Regions from separate parts of the Pan troglodytes genome. Here region 1 is linked to region 2. A link is a contact called in public HiChIP or PLAC-seq data. All regions are on one chromosome and are shown on one strand. The core of a region is the stretch at or near the end of the contact, and the rest is flanking DNA. Distances in the headings are between cores, read along the strand shown.

The links. HiChIP or PLAC-seq counts read pairs in DNA pulled down with a chosen protein or histone mark.
Region 1: a contact with region 2 is called in an H3K4me3 HiChIP or PLAC-seq map of stem cell-derived excitatory neurons, with 6 times the contacts expected there. The contact joins the promoter of TOR3A here to the promoter of SOAT1 in region 2. A contact is called at or near these places in 2 of 7 Hi-C or Micro-C datasets (blood and stem cell-derived neural progenitor cells) and 1 of 1 datasets of contacts at active chromatin or transcription factors (stem cell-derived excitatory neurons).

The regions. Positions count from the first base shown.
Region 1 is chr1:70,038,350-70,042,739 of NHGRI_mPanTro3-v2.0_pri, forward strand. TOR3A (torsin family 3 member A) reads right to left here and starts at 2,158. Exons shown (of 6, transcript XM_514028.9): 1 at 206-2,158. The coding sequence starts at 464.
Region 2 is chr1:69,825,186-69,830,085 of NHGRI_mPanTro3-v2.0_pri, forward strand. It overlaps SOAT1 (sterol O-acyltransferase 1), which reads right to left and starts at 1,595. Exons shown (of 16, transcript XM_514030.6): 1 at 1,355-1,595.

The DNA of each region.
Region 1 (4,390 bases), core at 908-3,407, 210 kb after region 2:
GCGCCGGGGACGCGGGTGGGGCAAGGGCGGTGATGGGGCTCCCTGCTCCGCGGAGGCTGCCCCCGCCCACAGCCGGTACCGGCGGCTGAGCAGAGCAGGACTGCGGGCCCAGATGTCGCCCCGGACAGGAGCGAGGCGACCACAGCCGCGCCCGGATCGCACTCTGCTCCGCAGCGAACGGCGGGCCGTGGGGACGGGGTCTTACCCAGGGGCCCCGTGGCTGCCTCCTCGTCCTCGTCACAGTCGTCGGGCCACACCTGGCAGCTGAAGAGCGTCCAGTACCGCTTGGAGAGGGCACCCGCCGCCCTGAGCTGCTCCTGCAGGCGCTGGAAGCCCGGCCAGGCCCAGGCCGAGCCCGGCTGGTCGGTTCCCTCCCACGGCCTGGAGGCGCCGCGGGGCTCAGGCGCGCCCGGGAGCAGCAGCAGGAGAAAGAGCCAAAGCTGGCACCACGGACCGCGAAGCATGGCCGGCCCCGAGCTGCGGGACCCTCCGGCTGCCGGCCTAGCCAGGCTCCCTTAAACCCGGGGCGGTCAGGCGGGGACCGCACTTCCTAGGCGGGCGTGAACCCGGGATTGGTGTTGCTGTGGCGACCGGCGGGCCGGGCTGAGTGCGCACTGGCAGCCTCCGTACACGTGACCCAGGCGGGAACCCGAAACCCTGTCTGGGGTCCTGAGAGGCAGTCCCGAGACTGACTTCAGGCCAGGTGCAACTAGCCGGCTTCCAGGAAGCAGTTTATTCTGGGTCGTGATTGTGGTTGCAAAGAAGGTGAACTCAGGCTTTGAAATGGCCACTGTCAATCACTCCGCTAGGACTTTCGGACGGCTCTGGTGGCCCATCAGAGGCCTACCGAATAAGGACACTCCTGCTTTGCCTCGCGTTTGCAGATCAACTTCCCGCCAACCTGTTAGAGGAAGCCGGTAAACCGTCTCAGTCAGGAGCGTTAGGCAGGCCAGGGGAGTCAGCTGAGTGGAGAAGAGGCCCTGGAAAGAAGGGCACAGCTAGGTGCCTGTCTGCAAGGTTGCCCTGGCTCCTCCGCAGAGGGAAATGAAACCGCAGCAAAACACCAGCAGGTTTCCACAGTGGGAGTCCACGAAAAGCAAGAGGAAGCTGATTGATGGGCTCCAGTCTGGAGGTGTTTGGAGTTTGGAAACCCCCCGAGTCATGGGTAAATCATAAGGCGTCATGTCAATGTAATTATATCTCATAAAAAGCCGAAGTACTGTGTGCACTTTCTTGACTAGGTTTGCAACTTTCAAGTGCTGGGACTGAGCAGCCCATCCGACACCATTGGCAAAAGACTACAGGGCCTCTTTCCCTCAGCGCTCTCTTCTCTATAGCGAGGAGCATGGAACAAGGCTGTTAGATTTCAGAAGAGCTTAATGCATTGTTTAAAATCACCTGGCTTACTTCAGCCAAGCCAAAAAGCCGTCTTGTCTTAGGAGAAAACTGCTGTCTAGAGAGATCAGAGGACTTGGCTAATGTCATATGTTTAGTGGCTTTGAGGTTGGGCCCTCCAGACAGTAAGGTGAATACTAGCACCGTGTCTCACAAATGTCACAGGCAACTTGATTCATCTGTTCACCCCAGTCTCTTAGATCACACCCAGTGCCAGGTCTGCTCCATTCTCAGCAGCTCACCAAATTTGTGCCTTTCATTCGAACAGCTACAGAAACTAGATAAGCATCTTTGCTAGGACACGAGGTTGAGTTGAAAAGTAAAATGTTTATAGTGTCTCAGCCATTCAGTGTGATGTCAAAAACTTTTCATAGAGTAGCAGCCATGGCACCAGCCCAGCACTGTGTACATCGAGCTTGCGGAGTCCACCGGAGTCAGTTAACAGCACATACACCACAGTGCTTATTGGAAAACCAAAAAAAATTAGGCCGGGTGTGGTGGCTCACGCCTGTAATCCTAGCACTTTAGAAGGCCGAGGCGGGCGGATCACCTGAGATCAGGAGTTCGAGACCAGCCTGGCCAACATGGTGAAACCCAGTCTCTACTAAAAATCCAAAAATTAGCCGAGTGTGATGGTGCGCGTCTGTAATCCCAGCTACTCAGGAGGCTGAGGCAGGAGAATGGCTTGAACCCAGGGGGCGGAGGTTGCAGTGAGCCAAGATGGTGCCACTGCACTCCAGCCTGGGTGACAGAGCAGGGCTCCATCTCAAAAAAAAAAAAAAAAAAAAAAAAAAAAAAAAAAAAAAAAAAAGAAGAGAAAAGAAAAAAAATTAACTCACTCAACAAATGTCGTTTGAGTCTGAATGGCAGTCTAATATAGTGATTACCATTTTCTATTTGTGCAACCATGGGTGTTACTGAACCGTCCCATGCCTGTTTCCTCACCTATAAAAAGGGATAATAAAATAGTCCCCTCATAGGGCTGCTGTGAAGATTAAATGAGCTCATTCAATGAGCACATCAACAACACTCAATACGTGGCCAGTTTTATTTCTGTATCTACCCAGCCATGGAGGAGGCTCTGGGTGGTCTACACAGGAGGCAAGGATGGCCTTAGTTAATACTGGTGGTTTATAAGTGAATTTATGGTGAAAAAATTAATAGTAACAATAGTTTATTAAAACAATCCAAGTTTTAAGATGTTGTGGAAAGAATTATCTCTACTTGGAACTTTTATGTAGGGCTACCTGCTCATTTCTGAGATGTTCTGACTTGGATTTAGCATCCCATGGCAAATAAAGTAGGTTAGCTGGGAAGTTCTTCGACAATCAACTTGATTTCAAGACATTTTTATTATTTATTTATTTATTTAGAGACGGAGTCTTGCTCTGTCGCCCAGGCTGGAGTGCAGTGGTGCAATCTCGGCTCACTGCAACCTCTGCCTCCCGGGTTCAAGCGATTCTTCCCCCTCAGCCTCCCAAGTAGCTGGGATTACAGGCGTTCACCACCACGCCCCCGCTTTTTTTTTTTTTTTTTTGTATTTTTAGAGACGGGGTTTCGCCATGTTGGCCAGGCTGGTCTCGAACTCCTGGCCTCAGGTGATCTGCCTGCCTGCCTTAGCCTCCCAAAGTGTTGGGATTACAGGCGTGAGCCACTGCGCCTGGCCGTTTTTTTCCAAAAAAAAAAAAAAAAAAAAAAAAAAGACGTAAACACTTTTTCACCAAAGAGTCAGTCCCGTGTAGAAACAATAAATCCAAACACCAGTTTCTAGATAGGTCTCTTGAGTATTTCAATAAATACTCCTTTCGGTCTCAGGCCTTGGAGGCTGTGCTCGGTTTAAAGGTCTGGAAGCAGTATCTCATGGATGACGGGGACATCTAGAGGCTGCTGGGAAAACTACAGACAACTATGATTCTTTAGCAAGCATTACGGTGCTACTCAAGGGCGGTTCCAGAACCCCACCACTGGCATCACCCAGGAGCTTGTTAGAAATGCAGAATCTCAGGCCCCAGACATACTGAATCAAAACCTGCACTTTAAGAAGGTCTTTCTGTGCAGGGAGCCGTGGCTCATGCCTGTAATCTCAGCACTTTGGGAGGCTGAGGCAGGAGGGTCGCTTGAAGCCAGAGTTTCAGACCAGCCTGGGCAATAAGGCTAGACCCCTTGTCTCTACCAAAAATAAAAATAAAAAATAAGCTGCGTGTGGTGGTGCGCGCCTATAATCCTAGCTACTTGAGAGGCTGAGGGAGGAGGATCACTTGAGCTCAGGAGTTCGAGGCTGCCAATGAGCGATGATTGTGCCATTGTACTCCAGCCTGCGTCAGAGCAAGACTGTCAAACCAAAAAAAAAAAAAAAGCCTAAGGCAAAATTGGCACACAACACCTTTATTGATGTCATCTGAGTATGACCTAGCTTTACAACAGACATCTTCCCAACCCCACTGAAGGCAGTCAGAACCATCTGCCTTGGAAACACTGGGTCAAAAGCAAGTCTCCGCCTGGGACGGTGGCTCACGCCTGTAATCCCAGCATTTTGGGAGGCCAAGGCGGGTGGATCACTTGAGGTCAAGTGTTTGAGACCAATCAGCCTGGCCAATATGGAGAAACCCCGTCTCTACTAAAAATACAAAAATTAGCCGGGCGTGGTGGCATGCGCCTGTAGTCCTGGCTACTCGGGAGGCTGAGGCAGGCGAATTGCTTGAACCTGGGAAGCGGAGGTTGCAGTGAGCTAAGATCGCGCCATTGCACTCTAGCCTGGGCACTGCAGTGAGATTTGGTCTCAAAAACAAAACAAACACAAGTCTCCATATTTAAATAACCCTGCATGAGAAACATTACAGGAATGTTTCCCAGCTCATCTATGTTCCTTTAACATCTATACAGCACTTGAGGTGGACTGAGAATGTCCTCAAGAGACAGGGCACACAAACATTTCCTAGAACAATGAGAAACCCCTGAAGCGATATTTCTGGTGACCCAGATACTGAAAATACAG
Region 2 (4,900 bases), core at 345-2,844:
GAGGTGGAGGAAACTCCTAAAAGCCAAGAGATAGGAAAGAAAATAAAGCTTTCCAGTAACAAAAATAAAGCCAGTGTGGCATGAACCTGGAAAGCCAGAAGGAAAGTGGGCCAAATGAACCAGAGATAGAGTGTGCTCACTCAGTAGGTCTTTATCCTAAAAGACTGCGAAACCTCAGATGCATTCTAAGCATGTGATTCACTAAAACACGTGCATTTCTAAACGATAATTCAGTGCCACAGAGCTCCTTCCAAAACCCATTCTCACACCCAGACAACGCACAGACTTCCTTAACAAGTCATTCACTGACACCGCCCAACTTTTAAAAAGAAAAAAAAAAAAAAAGCTTCAAATTGAATTCTACTTCAAGGAAGAGGAAACCAAGCAGGCTGAAAAAAAGAAAAAAGTGGTTTAAACAGGTGGCAGCCACTTAAATATTAAAAAGTGACCAACAGGCCAGGCGCGGTGGCTCACGCCTGTAATCCCAGCACTTTGGGAGGCCGAAGCGGGCGGATCACTTGAGGTCAGGAGTTTGAGACCAACCTGGTCCAACATGGTGAAACCCCGTCTCTACTAAAACTACAAAAATTACCTGGGCGTGGTGGCGCACGCCTGTAATCCCAGCTACTCGGGAGGCTGAGGCACGAGAATCGCTTGAACCCGGGAGGCAGAGGTTGCAGTGAGCCGAGATTGCGCCACTGCACTCCAGCCTTGCGACACAGCGAGACTCCGTCTCAAACAAACAAACAAAAGTGACCGACGAACTTAACCTAAATATATATACGGAGAATAAAGTTTATATAGTTGTTTCTCACTTAGAAATAACCTTTCAATATACATATTATTTAAATTACATGACCATTAACACTTAGGGAAAACAGAAACTTACCTACATCCTAATATTTTACAATAAAACATGAGCTTGATTAAAGGTTCTGGTGCCCCTACAGATTTTCATGTCTTGCTAATACCATCCTTCCCTTCACACATTTTCTCTAAATCATTAAAAAGCTGACTTCCTGAGTGCATTTTTGGTTTCGCTTTTTAAAGAATAAAACGTCTTCTAATTCCTAACTTTCTTTACTACTGACTTGAGAGATGCCACGAGATTTGCGGAACACCAAACCAGCCTGCAGGGTTTAAAAGGCTGCCCGTGACCCGGGCGCCTGACGGTAACTTTGCCGCCCTCCCCTCCCCAACTCCCCTGCAGTCGCCGAGCCTCGCCTTCTCCGCAGCACAGCCCAGGACAAGGCCGGGCCGGAGCTGCTGCCGCCACCGCTTCTCCCTTCCCCGCGGGCTGAGGCCGGTGGACCCAAGCGGGAAGCGAGGAGAGGCGCGGGAGCACCACCGTTACCTGAGGCCCGCGCCCGGCAGCGGGCACTTCGGCCAAGAGGGCAGAGCCGGGAAGCGGTCACAGAGCAGCCAGCAGGAAGGTCGACTCCGGGAAGCTCTCCTGGCGCCCAGGGCCCGCAACGTCGCCTGCTAAGCTAAAGCGCCGGACAGCCCGGCCCCTACGCCCCCTGCCTCCGAGCACCGCTGCGTCACGCGCAGGGCCACCTCCGGCTGAGCATCCTATTGGTGGTCCCCAGGTTGCCAGGCTCCGCCCACCTCCCCGCCCCTTCCCGGGCGCGCGGGTCCCCGGCGCCAGTGCTCGCAGGCTGGCCCTGGCAACCTGCCAAGGAAGCTTCTCACCCGGACATCATGATACCGGCGACAACATCTTGCTTGACACTTCCACCCCAGCAGTAGAATGTGCAGCCAAAACGGGACTGCGACAACTCCCTGCAAGCCCGAAACGGCACCCTGCGTGGTAGCATGGAGCTGCAGGGGCGTTTGGCTCCTAGGCCGACTGGAAGAAGCCGCTTCTGGAGCTGTGGATCATTGCAGTTTGAACTGACCATCCAGGAACAACGTAGAACTAGCCAGAAGCAAGAATCGCTGGCTTATCTGCACACCAAGATTCGTGCCTTTATCAGGAGATTCCTTACCGTTTGAAAACCAGCGTCCTTCAGCAACATTCAAACTAGATAAGGGGAAAAAACCTGCACCAAATAATAAAACACACAAAATAATGGAACAACTAAGTAATATTTAAGGGCCCTTGAGGCCAGGTGCGGTGGCTCACGCCTGTAATCCCACCACTTTGGGAGACCGAGGTGGCTGGGTCACCTGAGGTTAGGATCGAGACCAGCCTGACCAACATGGTGAAACCCCGTCTCTACTAAATACAAAAAATTAGCCGGGCGTGGTGGCGCGCGCCTGTAATCCCAGCTATTCGGGAGGCTGAGGCAGGAGGATTGCTTGAACCCGGAAGCCAGAGGTTGCAGTGAGCCTAGATTGTGCCATTGCACTCCAGCCTGGGCAATAAGAGCTAAACTCCTTTTCAAAAAAAGTTTTAAAAATAAAATAAACAAAGGGCCCTCGTGACTTCATAATCAAAAGAAGAATGATGCAGAGAGATTTGGGACAGAGATTAAATACAACAGTTAATCGCTTGGAATTTGTGAAGGCAGAGGTGTATGTGAATTTAGGGTAAAAGTAGGTGAAAAGGCAATGATGAGAGGAGCAGAGACTGAAGAGTCGCACTCACAGCCTGCAAACTAATACCAGCTAGCCTGGCCTGACTAATCGCTTCTTCCCCACTCCTCCCCAGGACAAAAATCCCTGAACAAATAGATGAGGTTTAGCAGAACTGACTACTCTCTGTGGTCCTTTAAACAAAGTGGATTTGTACACGTTCCCTTGGCCACCCAGCAGGCTGCACTGTTCACTCAAAGCAGAAATGGCCCTCAGCATCCAGTCGAGTTTAGTACTGGCTGTCATTGGCAGATCTGCTCCGTTTGGCCTCTTCTACAACTGTGATTGCCACGTGTGCTGACTAGTTGGTGACAGGGTCTGGTAGACCCCCAGCTGCTTCCCCTCCCCACTCCCACTAGTTATAGAGCAGTAGGAACATAGGCACTCATTTCTATTGGGTCTCTGTTGGCTACCTTCTATATACACCAAGATGACTGGCCTTTTCACTGTTCGATTCATTCATTCAAAAAATATTGATAGTATTCTTGGTGCTAGAAATACAGTGGTGAATAAACAGAAGAAGCCCCTGCACTTAGAGGCTTATGTTCTGCAGGACTAGGTATGAAAGGAAACAAACAGGTGGCTCAAGCCTATAATCCCAGCACTTTGGGAGGCTGAGGCAGGAGGATCACTTTGAGGCCAGGAGTCCAAGACCAGCCTGAGTAACATAGTGAGACTCCCTCTCTACAGAATTTAAAAAAAAAAACAACAACAACAACAATGACAACAAAATTTGCTGGGAATTGTGGCAGGCCCCTATGGTCCCAGCTACTCGGGAGGCTGAGATGAGAGGATTGCTTGTGGTGGGGGATGGGGGGTGAGGGACGGAGGATGCAGTGAGCCAAAAAATCATGCCACTGCACTGCAGCCTGATCGACACAGTGGGACTCTGTCTCAAACAACAAAAGCTTATGTTTCTAATGGAGAATATAAATAATAAAACGAATAAATGAGATAATCACTGGCAGTGATAAGTACTGAGCAGAAAACAAAACAGAATGGTCAGGCAAGGATTTTCTGAGGAGATAATTCAGGAGCTAAGACCTAAATGACAAGAAGGAGCCAGCCAAGCCAACCATGGGGAGGAAGAACATTCTAGACAGAGGATAATGGGTGTGAAGGCCCCGATGCTGAACTGTGGCTGATGCTGAAGCGTGGCTGTTTGAGGAACAGGCCAGGAGGCTTGAGCATGTCAAATAGGGGTTTGAAGTTGAGTTTGGAGCATTAAGCAGGAACCTAATCACGTTGTTTGGATTTATCTGTTAAGTGCAAAGGCAAGATAATGAAGGGTTTGGGTTTTTGTTGTTTTGAGATGGGGTCTCACTCTGTCGCCCAGGCTGGAGTGCAGTGGTGCAATCAGGGCTCACTGCATCCTCTACCTCCCCAGGCTCGCTAAGTCATCTTCCCACCTCAGCCTCCCAAGTAGCTGGGACTACAGGCGGTCGTCACCACACCAGACTAATTTTTGTATTTTTTGTAGAGACAGGGTTTCGCTGTGTTGCCCAGGCTGGTCCTGAACTCCTGGGCTCAAGTGATCCTCCCGCCTCAGCCTCCCAAACTGCTGGGATTACAGGCATGAGCCACGTGCCCGGCCATTGGTTTATTTTTTTTTTAAATCAACCTATTTTATAGAGAATGACTTGAAGGGAGCAGCAATGGAACAAAAAGGAGCCGAAGAACAATACAAAGTTATTGGGCAAGTTCAGGGGGTAGATGGTGGTACCTGGACTAGGCTGGTTGGTGTGGAAATAGAAATTGAAAGATTTCAGGATATTTTCCCGAGGTGCAGGTGTGAAGAAAGGTAGTAAACGAGATGACTCCCAGGTTGTTTCCTTAAGCAATTGAGAGGATGGGGATACCATTTAGTGCAAGGGCAAAGATGATATATGATTGGAGGGACTCCAAAGCCTGTGCTCAGACTCCAAGCCTCTCCCACCACTGCACTGAAAATCTCACATTACTCAATCCTTGGAAATCAAGGTTTGGTTAAATGCAAGTGTTGACTTCATCATATTGAAAAAAAAAAACAGGTGTACAGAACTTGTATAGTTGCTAGTGCTAAGAATATGAATAAGACTGTCTATTGGAGACACTAATAGGTATAAGCCATTTCAAAACAATGAGATAAGTGTTACAATAAAAGGATGTTAAAGGCCAGGCGTGGTCGCTCACACCTGTAATCTCAGCACTTTGGGAGGCCAAGGTGGGCGGATCACCTGAGGTCAGGAGTTCGAGACCAGCTTGGCCAACATGGTGAAAACCTGTCTCTACTAAAAATACAAAAAATTAGCCGGGTGTGGTGGCAGGCGCCTATAATCCTAGC